7 separate regions of the Mus musculus genome follow, and regions 1, 2, 3, 4, 6 and 7 are each linked to region 5. The links are chromatin contacts, called in public ChIA-PET, Hi-C, HiChIP or PLAC-seq, Micro-C and promoter capture Hi-C maps. All regions are on one chromosome and are shown on one strand. Each heading gives the region's core, a stretch centred on a gene start, on an enhancer-like site or on the middle of the called end of the contact. The rest is flanking DNA. Distances are from core to core; before and after follow the strand shown.

What was found. Promoter capture Hi-C pulls out the DNA fragments that hold promoters and counts their contacts. A called contact is a pair of places that touch in the nucleus more often than the background predicts. ChIA-PET counts read pairs in DNA pulled down with a chosen protein or histone mark. HiChIP or PLAC-seq counts read pairs in DNA pulled down with a chosen protein or histone mark.
Region 1: a contact with region 5 is called in a promoter capture Hi-C map of liver, with 3 times the contacts expected there. The contact joins the promoter of Micos10 here to the promoter of Hp1bp3 in region 5. A contact is called at or near these places in 1 of 39 promoter capture datasets (liver) and 1 of 115 datasets of contacts at active chromatin or transcription factors (bone marrow-derived macrophages).
Region 2: a contact with region 5 is called in an RNA polymerase II ChIA-PET map of memory CD8 T cells, with 28 read pairs. The contact joins the promoter of Cdc42 here to the promoter of Hp1bp3 in region 5. A contact is called at or near these places in 2 of 39 promoter capture datasets (liver and pre-B cells), 1 of 484 Hi-C or Micro-C datasets (embryonic stem cells), 3 of 115 datasets of contacts at active chromatin or transcription factors (extraembryonic endoderm stem cells, memory CD8 T cells and pancreatic cancer cells) and 1 of 9 other capture datasets (adipose tissue).
Region 3: an RNA polymerase II ChIA-PET map of memory CD8 T cells shows a contact between it and region 5, with 16 read pairs. The contact joins the promoter of Tmco4 here to the promoter of Hp1bp3 in region 5. A contact is called at or near these places in 1 of 115 datasets of contacts at active chromatin or transcription factors (memory CD8 T cells) and 1 of 9 other capture datasets (adipose tissue).
Region 4: a Hi-C map of CD8 T cells shows a contact between it and region 5, with 6 times the contacts expected there. The contact joins the promoter of Otud3 here to the promoter of Hp1bp3 in region 5. A contact is called at or near these places in 1 of 484 Hi-C or Micro-C datasets (CD8 T cells) and 2 of 115 datasets of contacts at active chromatin or transcription factors (bone marrow-derived dendritic cells and memory CD8 T cells).
Region 6: a Micro-C map of embryonic stem cells shows a contact between it and region 5, with 8 times the contacts expected there. The contact joins the promoter of Capzb here to the promoter of Hp1bp3 in region 5. A contact is called at or near these places in 1 of 39 promoter capture datasets (pre-B cells), 1 of 484 Hi-C or Micro-C datasets (embryonic stem cells) and 1 of 115 datasets of contacts at active chromatin or transcription factors (bone marrow-derived macrophages).
Region 7: a contact with region 5 is called in an HNF4G HiChIP or PLAC-seq map of pancreatic cancer cells. The contact joins the promoter of Hspg2 here to the promoter of Hp1bp3 in region 5. A contact is called at or near these places in 1 of 39 promoter capture datasets (liver), 1 of 484 Hi-C or Micro-C datasets (embryonic stem cells) and 1 of 115 datasets of contacts at active chromatin or transcription factors (pancreatic cancer cells).

What each region holds. Positions count from the first base shown.
Region 1 is chr4:139,129,713-139,132,412 of GRCm38.p6, reverse strand. It overlaps Micos10 (mitochondrial contact site and cristae organizing system subunit 10), which reads left to right and starts at 1,300. Exons shown (of 4, transcript NM_001163006.2): 1 at 1,300-1,491. The coding sequence starts at 1,428.
Region 2 is chr4:137,356,325-137,359,024 of GRCm38.p6, reverse strand. Cdc42 (cell division cycle 42) reads left to right here and starts at 1,266. Exons shown (of 6, transcript NM_009861.3): 1 at 1,266-1,379.
Region 3 is chr4:138,971,524-138,974,223 of GRCm38.p6, reverse strand. Tmco4 (transmembrane and coiled-coil domains 4) reads right to left here and starts at 1,319. Exons shown (of 17, transcript NM_029857.3): 1 at 937-1,319.
Region 4 is chr4:138,912,635-138,915,334 of GRCm38.p6, reverse strand. Otud3 (OTU domain containing 3) reads left to right here and starts at 1,367. Exons shown (of 8, transcript NM_028453.2): 1 at 1,367-1,725. The coding sequence starts at 1,508.
Region 5 is chr4:138,215,217-138,217,916 of GRCm38.p6, reverse strand. Hp1bp3 (heterochromatin protein 1, binding protein 3) reads right to left here and starts at 1,305. Exons shown (of 13, transcript NM_010470.3): 1 at 1,177-1,305.
Region 6 is chr4:139,191,465-139,194,164 of GRCm38.p6, reverse strand. Capzb (capping protein (actin filament) muscle Z-line, beta) reads right to left here and starts at 1,266. Exons shown (of 9, transcript NM_009798.4): 1 at 1,137-1,266. The coding sequence starts at 1,139.
Region 7 is chr4:137,467,372-137,470,071 of GRCm38.p6, reverse strand. It overlaps Hspg2 (perlecan (heparan sulfate proteoglycan 2)), which reads right to left and starts at 1,269. Exons shown (of 97, transcript NM_008305.3): 1 at 1,148-1,269. The coding sequence starts at 1,210.

The DNA of each region.
Region 1 (2,700 bases), core at 51-2,550, 910 kb before region 5:
AGGTTGTTGGTGGGTTGCTGCTGGTTAAGTAGTAAAGTGGGAAGAAACAATAAGAAACTAGCTATTCTGCTGGAGAAGATCAAGCTTGCTCCAAGGAACTCAATGCCCCTCATCAGCAGGAAACAGTCTAATGATAACGTCACCTGTTGCCCTATCCTTTCTTATCGCCTATCTAGTGTTAGGGGGTTGAGTGGGTGGAAGAAAAGAAGTATCTATAAAGTAACACTGGTTGCGCTTTAGGGCTGTTTAGGTCACTCGGCAAGTAATAGCACTGCCTCTAAGTCTGGTGATCTGCGTTCAGTCCCTGGCACCCACAGGGTGGAGGGGCACCCACTCCCACTAGCTGTCCTCTGACTCCCACATGTGCCATTATAGGGCATGCGCAGGCACCCACACACTCTGTATAAAATGCAGCAGGGTGGGGGGTTGTTTTTAAATCCATTTGAATGGAAGTCGTTCATGCTCAAATAAATACTCCCCGACTGTGGCCATGCAGACAACCCTAATTAAACTGTGGATGGAGTGGTGCACATCTTTGATCTCAGCCCTACAAGGCAGAGACAGGTAGATCTCTTAATTCAAGGCCAGCCTGCTCTACAGAGCCAGGTCCAGGACAGCCAGGGCTACACAGAGAATCCCTGTCTCTGAAAAACAAAACAAAACAAAACAGAGACAATCAGAGAAACAGAAAACAAAACCAAACCCTCATATAACATGCCGGGCAGTGGTGGCACATGCCTCTAATCCCAGCACTTGGGAGGCAGAAGCAGGGGTTTTCTGAGTTCAAGGCCAGTCTGGTCTACAGAGTGAGTTCCAGGACAGCCAGGGCTACACAGAGAGACCCTGCCTCAAAAAAAAAAAAAAACAAAAACAAAAACAAAGTATATAACATATATATATATATATATATACACACACACACACACACACATTATTTTATTTGTTATATGTTTTATTATATATAATATAGATATATAATATACGTATATTTTATATATATACATGTATACATATACATACACACATATATACACATACACACATGAGGAAGATGGGGTTCAGTAGGTATAAAATGGAGGATGAAAGAGGGCAACAGTAGAACGGGAGGAGGGCAATGGCCAAAATAATTATGTACAAATATGAAAAACCCAGGAAAGACAAGGCCTTCTGTACTCTGGATGTAGTCAGTCTTCGCTTCCCTTCCGCTATCTCCAAGGTCAGGGTCACCTCCGGCTCCCAGGCAACCTGTCACCTTGACGACCGAGCGAAGAAAAGCCGGAAGCCAGGGACGACGTATGTGATCCCGCGATATTTGGCGCGCCGGCTCCGGCCGGAAGCTTATGGTGGCGGCCGGCTCTCGCGAGACTTGCCATCAGTAGGAGCGCGGGGGCCGGCCGTGAAGAGTGCTGGAGTTGCCAGTGAGGAACATGTCGGAGTCCGAGCTGGGCAGAAAGTGGGACCGGTGCATGGCCGACACGGTCGTGAAGCTAGGTGAGCTCATCTGCCTCTGGTAGGCCCTGGGCTGGAGCCGAGCGGCCCGCGCGCGGACGGGAAGCCGCAGGGGTCAAGCCGCGGCCTGCTGCTGTCTGGACGGCGGGGCGCGCTGAGCTGCGGGGCGCTGACAGGTGACGACTGTCAAGCGGGGCGGCGAGGGCGACGAGGGCGACGAGGGCGGCGAGGACAACGGGCCGAAGGGCGCGGGAGTTTCCGAGGTGGCTGGAGGTGCAGGCCCGGGGAAGCAGCGGTGCTCCGGGAGTGGGAAGGCGTGCGGGACGCGCCGGGAAACTCTGTCACTCCATGCCCCATGTCCCCCGGGTTAGGCGAGCAGCCGGCCGGAGCGCAGACGGCTCCCCAGCCGGGAGCAAGCGGCCTTCGGAAGAAGGTCATAGAAGAAGGCGCTTAACCGCCTCCGTCGGGCCGCGCTGGCAATTGCGGTCGTGCCCGGCCTCATTGATCCGAACCCGCCTCGGGTCTGCAGTTGGAGCCGGGGGTTATTCTCCGGAAGAATGGCCGCAGTCAGATAGATCGCGGCCACCGCCGGCCCCCTCGGTAGTCCAGGTTGTCTCTTTGGACACGCGTCCTGTGACGACACACTTTGTGAGGTCACGGGGTCGGGGAAGGAGGCTCGGGGGGCGGGGGTGTCCCATATAATAGTGATGGTGATGCAGATGTTAGGCGCGCTGCTCGCCACGGTAGCTCGGAAATGACCTGTCTCGTCGTGAGTTGGAGCTCGGTGAAGGAGCTTGCCTGAAATCGCGTTGCTGATAATGTGGCATAGTTGAGAATCCCTCCCCCCCCAGGATTTCTTCCTTGGGGTTCTCAGGCTCTCTGCTGATCCTCGTCCACTCCATCTTTCTCTTGTTGATTGTCTGCAGCTATTGGTGTGTAGGCCAGAGATCGATGATGAGTGGCTTCCCTCCCTCAGTAGCTCTTTGCCCTATTTATTGAGACAGTGCCTCACTATGGAGACCTGGCTGGCCAGGAAAACTATGTCAGCCAAGTTAGCCCTGAACTCAGACACTCTCTGCTGGATTTAAAGGTGTGCACCACTACACAGGACTCTCACAGGAACTGGAGCGCATCAGTTTGCCTAAACTGGCTGCCCATTGAGTTTTGATCGGCCTTCTCCCCCTCCCCAGCATTTTTTCATGGGTGTTGAGGATTTGAGCTCAAGTCTTTTTTTTTTTTATGCCAGGGGCT
Region 2 (2,700 bases), core at 17-2,516, 860 kb after region 5:
TTTTTGAGAATGGATGTTTTGTATCCTAGGACACTCTGAATCTTCTATGCAACCAAGGGTCACCATAGATTTTTCTGCTTCCACCTCCCAAGTGCTGGGATTACAGCCATCCATCTCAGAGCTTGGATTATGAATGTGGTAGAGGCACTAACGTGGGGCTTCGTGCATTCTTGGCAAGCTCTCTACCGACTGGGCTACATCTCCAGCCCGCAAGAGAACATTACTGAGATAAGGTTCCTCTAATGTTGGGGAGCATCTGACAGAAGGCTAGGCTCTCTATTCTCCAGCAGCTAGTACACGGCCAGAGAAGGCAGCTATTCAACAGGCGCCGAGATGACAGGGAAGAGAAGGATTTGATAGGTCAGATCCAACCAAAGGGGCCAGGGGAGAGCACTCAGGGACAGTAAATGTAGGACTTTTTTGAGGGGGAAAGTCTTTAGTTCTAAACAAAACCGAGGGTGATACTCAACTCCCACTCCAAAAACAGACAGATAAAGCTGTGCACAGCAAGTCACTTCCTCTCTCAGAGAAGCAAAGAGGCAGGCTATGGAGGGGCACGCCTATAAGCTCAGCACTTCGGAGGTAGAGGCTTAGCAGTTTAAGATCAACCTCTGGTACCTAGTTAAGCATTCAAATCCAGGCTGCGCTAAACGAGATCACGTCTCAAGTTATTAAAAACAAAACAAAACAAAACAAACCCGGTAGCCTGGGTATGGTGATGCACACCTTTAATCCCAGCACCCAGGAAGCAGAGGCAAGGGATTCTCTGAGTTCCAGGCTAGCCTGGGCTCCACAGCAAGTTTCAATACAGCTAGGGCTACCCATGGAAAGAAACTCTTGTCAAAAAACAAAAAACAACAACAAAAAAGAGAGAGACAGCTCAGGCATGGTAGTACATTTCTTGAAATATCAGAACTCTGGAAGCAGAGGCAGTAGTATTGCTGTGTTCTGGGACAGCCTGGTCTACATAGCCATTCTGGGATAGCAAGGGCTACATAATGACACCCTGTCTCAATAAAATAAACAAAAATATAAAAGTAAAACATATTTACAACACTTTTCTTCACGAAGTTGCAAGACTCAAAATAAACTTTAGTTACAACACCGTGCACATCATTGTTCATAGTTTTATTACGGATAAAAAATACCGTTAAAAGGCGCAGAGAGCCAACCAGAGCATGCAAGGAACGCAGCCCGCGCGCGTGCGCGCCAAGGGGCGGAGCCCGAGCCGCCCTCAGCCCCTTCTCTCTCTTTGTCCCTCCCACTTCCGCGGGCACCCAACCATGCGTCCCCTGCGTGCTGACGTCAGGCGCGTGCCCCTGTCCGGCAGCCGAGGAGGCCCCGCGCAGTGCTGCCAACGCCCCGGCGGAGAAGCTGAGGTGAGTGCGGGGCCCGAGAAGCCTCCCTGCGGGAGCGTCTTCTGCGCCGCCCGGTCCCCTTCGCGTGTCCCCCCCCCCCCCGTCCTCTCTCGGTTCTCGAGGATGCTCGCGGGCAGGGGCATCCCGGTGCTTGCGGGCGGTGGGCCGCGAGGGAGGGCTTGCCGGGGTCGCGTGCGCCCGCCGGCCCGGGTTCTGAGGGAAGCGAGGCGGGGTCGCGGCGAGGCTTAGGGCTGGAATGGCGGCGCGGCGCGGCCGGGGATGGCGGCGGCCGAGGGCACAGCCCGGCCGAGCTGTCAGCGGCGGCGGCGGCGGCGGCGGCGGCGAGAGGACCGGGCACACCCATCCCACCCGCTCCCCTCCCCCTCCGGCCGCCCGCGGGCTCCGAGGCCCCGGGGCGCGGGGTGGGAGACGCCCGGTCCGGACCGGGGTCGGAGGCCGGGGGCTGTCTCTCCGTTGTGGGCCTCGACTTCCTGCTTCCCCGGCCCCGCCACGGACGCGTTGCGGCTGGCGGGGGAGGGGAGCGGAACTGCGGCCGCAGGGCCGGGCCGGGCCGGGGCCGAGGTGACGGACCGGGCGGCTCTGCGCCTGCGCCCCTCGGCGGTCTCCAGCCCCGCGCCGTGTCCTCTCCTGCCCCGCGGCTCCCGGGGCTCTCCTGCCGGGGCCGGCCTCTTTGCCATCCGGGACCTGCCTAAGCACCTCCCGAAACCCCGCCTGGCCACTTACTCAGTTCCTCGTTCCTAGCAGGAAATTTTCTTTGTCGGTTATTATTACTATTTTGTAAATTCCTCTTTCCACCCCTTTAACTCTGGGAGAAATTCAGTGTGGAAGATTACGTCATCGCAGCATAAGGGGTGAGAGTTTTAACTCCTACAAGTCAGGGCTATTCAAATTAAGACAGCATCTTGCGGCCTTTGTGGGTCAACCCAGCACATTGGTTCAGAGTAAGGTGGCAATTTTTTTTTGTTGTTGTTGAAATCCTGTTGCCTGTCTTCAGGCTGCCTGAGATGCACCTAAAATACCGAAGGTTCAAAATCTTAGGTTTAAGTTATTTTGGTCAGGGAATATACACTGTCTGCAGCCACTTGTGTAGGTATGATCTTTAAAGGACCCCTTGGCTATATACTCGGGTGAATTGCAGGAGCAATTCTTTGCCACACTAATTGTGACTTACTTGATGTAAAGAACCCAACTTCAGTGCATGGTTTGAAGAATGAGGTGAAAAGAGAATTTCGTCATACCCCTGATTTGTCTTTGTTAGGATTGCAACTTCAAAGTTGCATGCTTTAGTTTTTCCATTAAAAGGGCTTTTGGATTTTTTTTT
Region 3 (2,700 bases), core at 70-2,569, 760 kb before region 5:
TTGAGGGCATCTTTTAAGTCCAGGGGAGTGGGAAACTGAGGCTGGAAGCAGCATCTTCGGTGATGCCCAGAGGTTCAGGCGGTTTGGTAGGGTTCTAACTAGGAGGATGGGGCCCTGGGTTCCTTCCTGACTTCTCAAACATACTGGGTAATTGGGGATTTTGGTGGCCTTGTCTTTCTGCCTAGCTGATTCACCCTGAGGAGTCTTCACTACTGTGTCTTCAGAGCCTACACGATGACACATAGTAGGTGCTCAATAAATATACCCCGTGAGTGGCGTCCTGGGAAGCCCTACAGGGGTGTGTTCCCTCCTACTTGAAGGCAGCAGTGGCCTCAGGATCAAACCTGCAGATTTAGCCAGCCCCAGCTTCTACTCTGGGTCACCCCTGGCAAGGACAAGGACATCATGGAGGCCAGTTTTGAACCTAACACTGGGTCAAACTCTGAAGTCAGCTCACCCTAGTTAACCTCTTTGCTCTGACTGCCTGGTCCTGGCCAAAATCATCCCATTGTTCCCAGACTCAGTTTTCCCGGATGTAAAAACCTGTAATGTGAAATGTCCCCTACTCTGTAAAAACCCGCAGCGGGGCGAGAAGCCACGCCCCCGTCACAGCAGGAAGGGGCCGGGCCTTTCCGGGACTCTAGGGCTTCCCAGGCCTCGGGGAACTGAGTCTGGAGACACAGAGGGTGGGAGTGGGTGCCTGGAGCTCCCAGTACGCAGGGGGCGTCCAGTGACCCTGCGTGACCTTGAGCAAGGTCCTTTCTTCCCTTCAAACCCAGCGACCGGTGCCCTGGGCTGTGCTGGCAGGCGGGGGCCGCTGGCATGCTCGTTGGCATCAGTTTCCCCTCCAGCTACTCAGGAGTCCCGAGAGCACTTCCGGGTTCGGAAGCGCAGTGGAGGCGGCGTGGGGACGATCGGGGCTCCCCGCGGGCTTACCTGGAGGCGGCAGCGACGGATGGGACGACGGCAGAACTTCTGGCAGCCCCGCAGCTCCCGCCCTGGCGCTCCCCGCCTGTTCTCTCCCTGGCCCAGCCGCCCCACACCGGCCCGGGCCGGTCCCGCCTGCGCAGCCCTAGGGCCCGGGCCTTCCGGGCTGGGCCGGGCGCACCGCCACCTAAGCCACCAAAGCCATCGCCCGGGTGCTGGCCTTGGGACGGGACCCGCACTTCTGTGTCTCCCGCTCCCCAGGAAGCGAGAGCGCGGGGCACAGGAGGGGTCTGCAGAGAGTGCTCACCAGGGGCTGGGCTGGCATGAGGGGAGTTCGAGCAGACACTTGAAGGGGAAGCTTCCAAATTTTGCCGCCACACTTGAAAAGAGCCTGTCCCAGAAGGTGCCTCCCCCTCCTGTGCACACTGCTCGGTGAAATTTGCAACACCCACGCCTTCTGATCGTTCTTTCACTTTCTCTAATGCTCGCCAGTCGTTGCACCCGTGGCTCTTCCGTCCCACGGGCCTCCGTTTTGGGGTTCCATTCCTGTTAGACTAGCCACCCACTCAGCTCTAGTCTTTGAACAAGTATTTGCTGAGCACCTACTACGTGCCAGCAAGGTTATGGATTAGCACACCAGGCCTTCGGGCCCATATTTTAATCGTAGTATTTAACACTGAAGTTGATTGTTTTCCTGTTTGCCAATTTATAATCTGGGTATCCCACACTAGAACTTAAAGACCCCAAGAATGGAAGGGGGGGTTGTCTCCCATGCCTCATCCTCCGCTCTCCTCATTTGGGAGCCGGCTCTTGGTTGCCCAGGCAACCTGTGAAATTTCATCACACCTAATCTACAGGTGAGGAAGTAGGTGGCCATCCTGGTCAGGGCTGGAATCTGAGTCACCATGACCTCTGACGTCGTTGCTCTTTCCCCTGGAGAAGATAGGCTGGAGTTGGAAATGGAAAAAGTTCTCGAGCGGACAGATGAGACGTGCGGCATTCCAGCAGGGAGCCTTATGACTCAGGATCCGACTGGAACGCTAGAGGGCCTCCATCACCTGATCTCTCTATCGGCCAATCAGGACCTAGAAGAGCTAGGAGGTTATTGTAGGTCAAAAAAGGACAGTTGTGGAGGGTTGAAGGATTCTAGCTGAGATTCTGGGCATCACTAAGTTGGGGAAATAACCATACCAAGGTGGCACGCTCCCCCCGCCCCCCGCAAATATCATGGAATTTTAAAAGATCCTATTGTTGTCTATGAGGAATGGAGGATTGGAGTGACCAGAGGCCACCGATTAAGAAGCGGTCCTGAGCTGAAGTAGCCAGCCTCAGCCTGAGCAACTAACTACCTTAGCCTTTCAGATGTGAGACAGCTGCCGTTTTTTTTTTTTTTTTAATTTCAGCATAAGTTGATTTTAGTAAGTTCTTGATATTAAAAAAAAATAAATGTAACTCTGAAAGTTAAAAAAAAACGGTCATTCTCTAATGGAAAACAGAATCACAATGGATAAAGAAAATCAATATGGAAAATAGTTTTAGAAAAGAAGACATACTCAAAACAAAGTGATCGCTTAGGTGGGGTTTGGGGACAGTAAAGACGCAGGGAGAACACTGCGAGTGACTCCTCTGCTTTTAGTCCATAGCCACATATCAATATTGATTTTTTAAAAAAATCTTGTCCAATGTATCAGTGTTAAGATTGGAAAGTAAGGCAAAGGTCACATGGATTTTTGCTGAGGACTCTGCACTATTTCTGAAACTCTCCTGTCCGCT
Region 4 (2,700 bases), core at 118-2,617, 700 kb before region 5:
CACAATGAGTTCATGGTCTATCTCATTTCTTGTCACAGGATGTCTTAGTTAGGGTTTTATTGCTGTGAGGGAACATCATCACCGAAAAGGAAGTTGGGGAGGAAATGGCCTATTTGGCTTCCTCAGTTGAGGAAGTGTCTCCATGAGATCTGGCTGTAGAGCTTTTCTTAATTAGTGATCAATGGGGGAGGGCCCAGCCCATTATGGGTGGTGCCATCCCTAAGCGTGTAGTCCTGGGTTCTATAAGAAAGCAGGCTGCGTGTTGTCAATTCCTTTAGGCTCTGCCCAACAGTTACCTAGCAACAGCTTGCGTTTCTCCCTGCCAGGTTTGAAGACCACTGTTAACCATAATCTCTCTCTCTCATATCCCTGACTGGACCCTACCTCTGTTTCTCTCTTCTCTTTCTGTCCTTCTCTGTCCCCCTCCTTTCTCTGCCTCTACTCCTTTTCCAGGTTCCCTTCCCTTCCCTCGATAAACTTCCTTTTGTTCTAGGCCTGTCGTATGGTGGTGAGTCCTCAGAGGAATGGGCCTGCTGAGGTTCTCCTGCCGCCACATTATACTGCCGTTTTATAAAACATAACACTGAGCAAGTCAGGGGAAGCAAGCCAGTAAGCAGCGCCCTCCATGGCCTCTGCATCAGCTCCTGCCTCGGGGGTTTTAGACCTGCTTGAGTTCCTGTCCTGATGGCCTCCAAGGATGGATGCTGATCTTGAAGTGTAAGCCAACTTGTAGCTCACTGATTGGCTAAACTGCCTGGCAGTGAGTGCAGTGGGCTGTCTCTTCCTCCTTAGGGATGGGATCACAGGGGCTCTCTGACAGGCCTACCCTTCTTAAAGTGGGTGATGGAGATCCGAACTCAGGTCGAACCTGGCATATGGAGCAAGCACTTATATGGACTGAGCTATTTCCCTAGCTACTGTAGGCTGAGTTTTTAAAGGGTCTGTGCACGCACGCAGGCGTTTGTAATTGATTGCGGATTAGCGCATTCTAGACAAACATATTCCCTTATCATCCTTTCCTTGTCCTGGAACTCACTCTGTAGACCAGGCTGGCCTCGAACTCAGAAATTCGCCTGCCTCTGCCTCCCAAGTGCTGGGATTAAAGGCGTGCGCCACCAGGCCCGGTCACCCTTTCCTTCTTTTCCGCATTTTTTTGCTCTTGCCTCTCTTCTGACATCCTCAGTCATCCTTGACCTGTCTGGTCCCACTGCGCCTCACTGAGCACTACCCACCACGAGGGGGCAGAAAATAACCAACAAAACAGGTGCTTCTCTAGTCTTCCTATCTTTCTCTATGGTGCCTGCTGGCCCCGCCCCGGGGGCGGAGCTACCACCACGTGACCTGGCTGCCAGGCGACCGCGCCGGCGCAGTGGCCGCGCCGCTGTCGCCAGGCGTCGTCCCCCTGCGCCGCTCCGCCCGGTGGCCGGCTGAGGCTGCGGCCCCGGGCTCTGCGGCTCCGGCTCCGGCTTCGGCTCCTTCCGCGGCGAAGCCGTGTGCCGCCGCAGCCATGTCCCGAAAGCAAGCGGCGAAGAGCCGGCCGGGCAGCGGCGGCCGCAGAGCCGAGGCGGAGCGTAAGCGGGACGAGCGGGCGGCGCGCCGGGCGCTGGCCAAGGAGCGGCGGAACCGGCCCGATCCTGGCGGCAGCGGCTGCGAAGAAGAGTTTGTGAGCTTCGCCAACCAACTGCAGGCCCTGGGGCTGAAGCTGCGGGAGGTGCCGGGGGACGGGTGAGGCGGGCCGGGAGTGCGGGAAGCGGCGCTGGGGATGCGCAGGGCCGGTCGCTGAGGGGGAAGCAAGGGTCAGGCTTGGTGGAACGCTGCGGCAGGGTCCCCCGAGGGTCCGAGCGGGTCTGAGAGGTGACCTCGAGGTGCAGCTGTCATGAAGCCGAATGGGAAAGGACCTAGGTCCCGCTCGGTGTCATGCTGGCCCTCCTGGGTGTCCTCGCCCACTTTTGCACTGGGGTATCGAGGGCGGAGAGCTAAAGGTAGCTTCCACAGAGCTTGCTTCCCACGTTTTGGGTTCCCCAAGTAAAAGGCATGAGAGTCCCGGGCCAGCTGTTTCTGGGAGCCGGATACAAGAGTAGCAGCTGGAAACAGAACGGAGGAAGGCGAGGGGAAGCAACTTAATGGAACGGGGACATGGGTCCAGGAACGTGGGGAGAGAGAAGGAAAAGAATAAAGAAACGGGGAGAGGAACGGGTTAGCAGGTCCGAGGGAGCCTGCCTGCTAGGTGTGTTGTTGCAAGAGGCACTGTTAGTGTGTTCTCCTCTAGGAATGGTCAGGTTGAGCCATGGAAGAATGGAATACAGCTAAGGAGTCTACAAAGGCAGATGTGGCAATGAGACTGGGGGATTTGCCTGGGCTATAGGGTGACAGGGTTTCAAAAAACAAAACCCAACAAAACCAAACCAATCTTTCCCTCTTGAGAAAGTCTCGCTATGTAGTCTTAGGGCTGGCCGGGAATCCCCTGTGTAGACCAGGTTGCCCTTAAACTCATAGCCATCTGCTGGGATTAAAGATGTGTGCCTCTGTCCCACTACATAAAGTATTTTCTTCATTTGATACACTACGCTGAATTTTATTGATCAAGACTCAATAAACTAACCCCATTTGTATCTCCTGCCTTCAGAGCTTCCGGCAAATTGGATAGGTATTTTGTTTAAGTTGCAATTAGAGTTAATTGTATTCAGCTACTGCTTCGAA
Region 5 (2,700 bases), core at 56-2,555:
AGCTTCTAGGCCCTTCTGGCTAAGATCAAATGCAGAATGACTCTCTAGACACATTTCACGTCTAAGATGCTTGCGTATGAGGTCCAGGTCTAATAAGACTCGTTCTCCAAAGCAACGGGCAGTCGGAGAAGGGCAGTAAAGCAGCCTGGGGGAGAAGTCATGAGCACTTCTGGCTGTGAAGGAGGGTTTAGCTCAAGGGCGTTAAGGAAAACTGCCTGCTTAAGTCTGGATCGACTCGGGCCTAGGCTTAAGACGGCTGCCACTGACAATCCTGCGCCGGCCTGGGGAGCGCGGCGGAGGCCGGGGGAGGTGTAGGCTCGCGGGGGACACAGAAGCGCAAGGCCGTCGGGGTAGCGGCGGCGGCGACAGCAGCGAAGCGACAGCGCCCAGAGGCTGAGCATCGCCCGGAGGAGCAGCGAAGACAAAGGCGGGAGCGAGCGGCTGCGCGACAGAGAGCCGTGGCGGTGACAGCGCAGGGCTAGCGGGAGTGGGGAGTAAGATGGGCGCGGGACTGCTGAGGGCGGCGGCGGAGGTACCGCGCAGAGACCACGCCGCGCTCCTGGCTGCGGGGACCCGGCGGCGACCAGCGGCGACCGGCGTGGCCTCAGCTCTGCACACTCACCACTGGGGACTCCGTAATGGCGGCCACGGCGGCGGCGGGGGCGGAGAAGCCGGGAGGGCGGGCCCGCCGCAGCCACTCACTAGTGCCGGCATCTTTCGAACCGGGCTTGAAGACAAGTTGACAGTAGGCCGAGGGGAGGAGGGCGCGGCGGAAGTCGGGCCACAGGCCTCGGAGCATGCGCAAGCCCGCAGCCAATAGGGCTCCGCGGCGCACGCCGGAGCATGCGCACTGAGACAAGCACGGAGGGGGGGTGGGCCCGACCCGAGAAGAGCTGCCCCTCCTCCCCAAGTCCAAACAAAACAAGGGCGGGAGCGCGCGCCGCGGGGCCCGAGTGGCCCGCGCGCCAGGGGCAGGGGCCGGGTGGCGGGCGCGACGCGAGAGGGCGCAGCGGCCGCGGCGGACGGACAAAAGCCGCCGGCCTTCGGTGCCCGCGTCCCGCCTCTTGCGCCCGGGCAGCGGCGTCAGCGCCCAGGCCGGTGGCCCTCCGCTACTCACTCGCGCACGGAGCTCGCGCCCACTCCCTGCGCGCCGGGTCCGGGTCCATCCCGCGTTACCTCTGAGCTCCGGCGCCCGCGTTCCCGTACGGCCTCTCGGCGTTGCCGCGGACCACCGATCGCCGACTCGCGACACCGCTGTCCTCCAGGCCGGGCACCGAGCTCTGCCGCCCCGCCCCCCTGCCCGCGGCCTCACGCGCGCGCCCCCGCGCCGGCCCCGCCCCCGCGCGCGCCCGCCAAGTGGGTCCCCGGGCGGGCGCGCAGGGGCGCGACAGGGCGCTCGTGGGGGAGGTGGGGGGGAACGGCGGACGACGGGAGGCAGAGCGTGGCTGGGAGCGCTAGCTTCCTGGCTGCGTCCTGCGTGCTCGGCGCAGTCTCTGTCTCCGACCCCGAGTCCTTCGGGTTTGGGGTTCCAGCCTCCCTTTAGCCCTGGAAGACGGTGCTAGACAACAACAGCCACTTCCTGAGTCCACAGGGAATTGGCAGTGTAGTGAGCAAGGACTGGTCATACACGGCCTGGAAGATGCGTGAGCCGGGCTGCCCCCAGCTTCTTGATTTGCATGCACAGACAGCTTCCCCACCCCCAGCACCCAAAAGAAACCACGGAATTAGAAGGGAGTCGCCTTTTATTTGGCACTTTACGTTGAGATCTGCCTATTCATGTAATGTGCACACCACCGCCTTTGAAAATTGTAGTTCTTGGGGCTGAAGAAGTAGTTTAGTTGTTAGTATGTGTCTAGTCTGAAGAAAGCCCTGGGTGCCATCGCCAGCACCTAGAGCCCAGTGTGATGACGCAGACTCAATAGGTGGCATCAAGAGGATCGAAATTTCAAGGCCATTTTGGGTAGGTAACCAACCTGAGGCCAGCTTGGAATGCACGAGAGCCTGTGTAAAGAAGGAAAAGGAAATGAAGGATTGCAGGTGTAGTTCTTCAAAGCCACTTTGGAAAAATTCAATGTACCTCAAGTAGCCGGAGTCTTGTGGGTATCGGCCTGGTACATGCATGGCACCGCAACTGCAGGTCAATCAAAGCGCTTATTACGGAAACCAATTAGACACACTTTCAGTCCTCTCCACCTGCCAGAGTGGCTGAAACTCCAAGGGTTCTAAGAAGATTAAATAAATCACCCCACCAAAAATTCCTCCCTGGTGAGCGTCTGTACTAGTGACATCACCCATTCCCCTGAACACTGGGATCATGGGCAATCTCTTCAAAGGGATTTATGGGGAGGATCTGAGAGGATTTGGAGAGGAGGGGACCTGATCAAGTATGTCATATGAAAAAAAAATTAAATATTAAAAAGGGATTTTGGTCTTTTTGAAGAATTCTGTTTTAAAACCATCTTTTAATTTTTTATATGTGTGTGTACCTGTTTGTATGTGTTCCGGGTGTGTGCAGATGTCTAAGGATTGTCTGCACTCCTGGGAATTGAGTTAGTAGGTTGTAAGCTGTCTGATGTGGGTGCTGGGAACCAAACCGAGATCCTCTACAAGAGCAAGGGACCTCAGCCACGGAGACACCTGTCCCCATCCCACTTTTATGTATTGGCATAATTGGGAACTTGCTACATTTGGTGTGTGTCC
Region 6 (2,700 bases), core at 17-2,516, 980 kb before region 5:
AGGGGGAAAGGAAGGCTGCGCCTGCTAGGATGCATCGTGTCCAGGCCGTAGGTTGGGCTGCTGAGCTCCGTGTCCCCCTAGCCCCAGGGCTGCGGCCTCACAAGAGCAATTGTGAGTTCACCCCTGTCCAGTTGGCTTACCAACCCGTCAGCACTCTGCTCCCCACTCAGGCAGGGCACCCCTCAAGACGCGCTCTATTAGCCGCACTACCACTAGGCCCTCCCAAGGGAAATGCCCTGTTCTGCCTTCCGGGCATACAGATGCCGCCCTTCTCTCCCTCGCTCGCCTGCTCACTCACACCGAAGCGGCCTCCCCAGAAAGGGGCAAACCTAGGAAAGGCTCAGTACCCAGACCACCCCCACCCTGGCTGGGGCTCTCCCCCGCTCGCCAGAGGCTGCCCAGAAAGAGCCTCCTAGGAACAGGAGAGGGGACACCTGGGTCAGGAGCAGGACACGGAACAAGCAGGGTCTAGATGGGAGGGTGAGAGCAGCGAAGGGCTGACGCAGGCTAGGCTAAGTCGTGAGAAGTCGGGGGAAGGGGACGGCTAGGGCCGGGGACAGGGAGGTGCAGGGAGGGGGGGAACACAGCTGGAGTAGAGAGGCCACACTTGAGGACCGACCGCAGAGAGAAGATTCCATGACGGTGAAGGAAACAAACCTAGGCAGAGTTCACTGGAAAGGGCTTATCGGGGTGCAGACTGGGGCCATGGAGAGGAGAAGAGTTTGGGGGAAGGGGACCTAGACTGGACCACTGGAGCGAGAACCACGGTCCTAGCCTGGGCCCTGGGGCCGAGGCAGGAGCCCAAGTACAGCCCATGGGATGAAGGCCTGCGAGAGGGGTGCCCGGCCTGGCCCCTGAAGGAAGGAAGGTCTAGCCTGGGATAGGCGAGACTAGCCTGGACTTGCAGGGAGAAGAACTGGGCTCCACATGGAGCCCAGGGCGGGGTCATAGGCTATCAGGGCCTCCCGCCGCCCACTCCGGACCCGAAGAGTGGCGTCTGCCTAGGGTCCGGGACCCCGCCCCTCCCCCACCCCGGATCCCCACCCTTCCCGGGCCGGGCGGGTCGGCGAAGGAGTGGACGCGAGCTCCGGCGGTGAGAGGGGTCCCGGGATGGAGCCGTGAAGGGGTCCCTTTACCATGGTGGCGGCGGCGGCGACGGTCCCTGTCCCGGCGTCTGTGGCTCTCCCCCCCGCAGCAGGGCCCTGCGCTTCCACTTCCCCGGGTGCCCAAGAGTGAACATCCGGGTCAGCGCCCCCCTCCCCCCCCCACCCCCCCGCGCCGGGCAGCCACCACCTTCCTTCCCCGCCCCGGCCAGCCCGACCCGCCCCCCAGCCGCCAGCTCCCGACCAATGAGAGCGCGGGGCCGCAGCGATCGCCAAGTATGGAGCGCCGCGCGGGGGGCGGGGACGGGGGCAGGCCCTGTGGTCGAGTGGGCGTGTCCTGTCTCAGGAGGGGCGGGCCAGGCGCAACGCTCCTGCGCGGCCAGGGCTGTGGCGTTCCGGAGGGACTGGGTCTACTTGCGTCCCTCCTCTGACTGTCAGCCTCGCTTCTCGCAGCTGCAGGACGCGGGCTAGCTGAGGGTGGAGCGGTTCACTGGTTCCCCTGGGCGGAGGATGCGGAAGGCGCCGAAACTAGGAGGGGACCGGCCCTCCGCAACCCACCCGGACCCGGAACTGGTGCGCCGGACGAGGCCCGGCCCCTACAGAGCGAGCGGAACCTGCATGGGGAAGCCGGCTCTGCCGCCCCTGTTGCTGAACACCTGCTATCAGGACCAGGCGGGCAGCTTTTAGGTACCAAAAGATGACAAGTGAATAAGCCATAAGGATCCCTGCCTGCACTTCATAGCTACCAGAGTAGTTGTGGGAAAGACCCGGGTAAGAAGACTAGAACATTTGGGTTCAATAAATGCTGTTTCATATACTTTTTTACATTATGTACAGAGAATCAGCCCGTTTCCCTAAATGAGTATCTCTCTCGAATCATATAGTGACTCAGAAATCCCTCTTTGTTTTCAGGTCTGAAGATTGAACGTAGAGCCTCAGGCAGGCTAGGCTAAGCTCTTCCACTTAACTGCAGCCCCAACCAGAAATTTGCTGTTCAAAAGAGTGAATTTTGTTTTGTTATCTAGAACTCAGGAGCCCTAGAATTGCACGTTTTGTTTATAACAACCCCCTACACGGCTTGCTCACCCTCCGTTTAGAGTCATATCAGGTCCTGAGAAGAGATCAGAAAACATCTGAGGGGAAACTGTGCCCTAGGCCTCTGAGCTTATAGTCAAGTGAAAGCTTGCAGGGACAGCCACCAGCAAAGAAAGCGTCCAGGTAAGTCTCTCAAGAATGACATAGACCAATATTACAGGAGTTCAGAGAAGGGAGTGGCACTTAGAAGGTCATTACACCGGAAGTATTTATCATGTAGCTATTGGCCAAGCACTGTGTAGGAAGCAGGCTGGAGAAATTACAGCTTTGAGCAAAATAGCCCATGATGGCATATGGCTTGTGGGTAAGATTTCACCTCCAGGAATAGAGCCTCTTACAGCCTGGGTAAGTACCCCTGTCCTGAGTTAAGGCCCCTTCAAGCTTGAAACCTGGTCAGAGACCAGGTACCCTATCTAATAAAGTATTGGGGGTGAGATGTGGAAAAACAGTGGATAGAGCAGGTAGACAGACGAGCCCTGTGGTGGTATTTTGGAGGATGGTC
Region 7 (2,700 bases), core at 20-2,519, 750 kb after region 5:
GGCGGTTAAGGAGTGACTCAAGAGGGCAGAGGTGATAGAGAGCCAGCCAGGCAAGGACAGAGAAGCAGTCACTGGGTAAACACTGGCCTAGTTGGAAAAGTCACCCTCTTGGCTCCAAGAACAGGGAACAGGGATAGAGACTGTCTAGGAGCACCTGGGCTCTGTGGCTCACCACAGCAGGGCCCAGAGGTACCCCACCCTCATCTTCCACCCTCTGCCTGCCGGGTCCATCAACTCCACCCTGTCCTCCGTGAGGTCACTCAGGTCCTCTGGGCCTCTCCTGCCAAGTGCCTTCCAGGTCTTAGGATTCCTGACTCAAGAGTTCCCTTCTCCTCCTTGTGGCCCCTTGTGAGCTCAGGGTAAGGGCAGAACTGAAGGAGCACACACAGCATCCCACTTGGGAGGTGGTGGAAGAATCCTGGGGACTCTCAGCTGCTCTTGGGCTGGCTTGTAGTAAGCGCTGCACCCAGCACTCATTCCATCCAGGCCCATTCTGCCCTGAGGCTTCCCATTCTGAGTTCCCTTTACCCACGTGGGACTACCTCCCAGAGGTTAACTAGCTCTCTGCAGGTCTCACGGAGGCTCAGTGCAACGCAGTGATTGATTTAGCTTATGGCTTAGAAAACTCCAGGGTCCATGGGGTGCTCCACACAAGGCTTAGTTTTGTTCCAAGTTTTAACTTTTGACTGCCTGATCATAATCTCCCCCCAGAGGATAGCATGGTAAAGTTCCAGCGACGACTGACAGGGTACCCATCACCATGAACTGCCCCTTCTGCCAAGTTGGCAGCAGAAAGGAATACCCTTGTCCTGCCAAGTTCCCACCCTGCTAGAAGTTTCTCCGTCAGCCCCCCCACACGCCAGAACTGCAGGCCGGGCCATGCCCAGAGGCGACTTTGAGCCTGAACAACGTGGCCGGCGACCCTCCGATTTCCACGCTTGCGGGGACGGCCCCTGACCTCCACGCTGGATCCCTGGGACGTCCCCTAGGAAAGCCCCACGCTGCAAGGGTGGCGCTGGCCAGTGCCAGCCCAGGGTCCTTCGCGGGCGCGGCCGTCCCGGGCCAGAGTCCCAGCCGAGCAGCCTCCGGTGGCCCCGCCAAGTTGGCGCGCGCCCCCCGCCCTCGGCCCTCGGTCACGCAAACTCACCGCTAGCAGCCGCGCGTGCAGCAGCAGCCCCAGCAGCAACGAGCCCACTGCCCGCTGCCCCATGGCCCGGCCTCGTTCGCTGGCTCGCTCGGCGCCTCCCGCAGCCACCAGCTCGCTGTCCTGCCGAGTCCTTCGGACTGCTCGCCTCTTTCCCACCCCCCACCCCCCCAACCAACTCCCGTCCCCGCCCTCCCGTGCACGCCCCGCCCCCGGGTCTCCGGCTCCGCCCCCGAGGCGCCAAGTTCAGGAGCCCTAGGCCCCACCTCCAAACATTTAGCCACACCCCACAAGACCAGGTTCCGCCCCCGAGGCAACGCGTCCTGACCATATAGACCACGCCCCTAACAAGACCTGGCCCCGCCCCCTCAGCGGCGGCCCCCGCCTCCTAGCCGCGAGCTAGGCTCTCTGGAGGAGCGGCGCGGCCGACTGTGCCTTTGTCTGGGCCCCAATCCCCCTCGATGTGGGATGAGGCCCAACCGGCTCCACGCCAGACGTGGCTTGGAGTGTGGGATAGGACTGAGACGCCACCTGGCAGGGCCTCGAGCCCTCCGCACACGCCGCTCCTTCACACCACGTGCTCCACACGGAGTGCACAGCAGTTTTCGAGAGAGGGGGATCTCACATGCACTCAGCTGCTCACATCCACTCCATGTACCTGTTTACCTTTTTGTTTACCTTTCTACAGACTCAAGCATCCCAACAAGCTATAAAGTGGCTTTTATTTATTGTGTTTGTTTTCTGTACCTCTGTGTGTGTGTGTGTGTGTGTGTGTGTGTGTGTGTGTGTGTGTGCGCGCGCGCGCGCGCGTGCGCCTACATACATGCCCCAGTGCACATGTGGAGCTCAGAGGTGTTTTGGAAAGTAATGGTCTCCTAGCATGTGGGTTCCGGGATCCAACTCAGGTAACAGAGCTTTGTGGCAAATATCTCTTCCCACTGAGTTCTCTCTCTAGTCTGGATCACACACCAATCACACACCCAGTTCCTCACACATTTTGTGCTAGGGCTTATGTGCTTTTTCACACACTCACCAGCCTATATGTTCTACATTTTTCCTCCACACATTCATCCCAGTGCGTGATACTGGACAAGATGGTGCTCCTACCCCTATGCCACAGACGATCTGAATCACTCATAGACCCACTCTGATTCACATACATCAGTCCCAGAGATGTATCACTTTGTATACCCAGGTTCAGACAAGGCTCTTCCAGAGCCTCAGTCTCAGGTGTTCTTGCCAAGTCACTGGCATTGAGGCAACCCTGCTGCATCCCAGGGGCAGACACACAAGCCTGGAGCTGGGGTGTGTCTTTACCACCTACCCAGGGTCCCCTTTTTTTGACTGAAAATTTCCAGGAAGCCCCAGGCTAATGGGTGGAGAGAAAAATAACTGAAGTATGTGTGTGCCTTTGAGGAAAACCCTTTGAGTGATGATAGAGGGAGAAAAAAATACAAACCCAAGTTTCCATTGTTTCCTGTGAGTTGCTAGGTTCCAGAAAACTCCTAGCAGACTTTGCAGCCAGGAGTTAGGTGGGCTGTGGACAGAAGGAAATG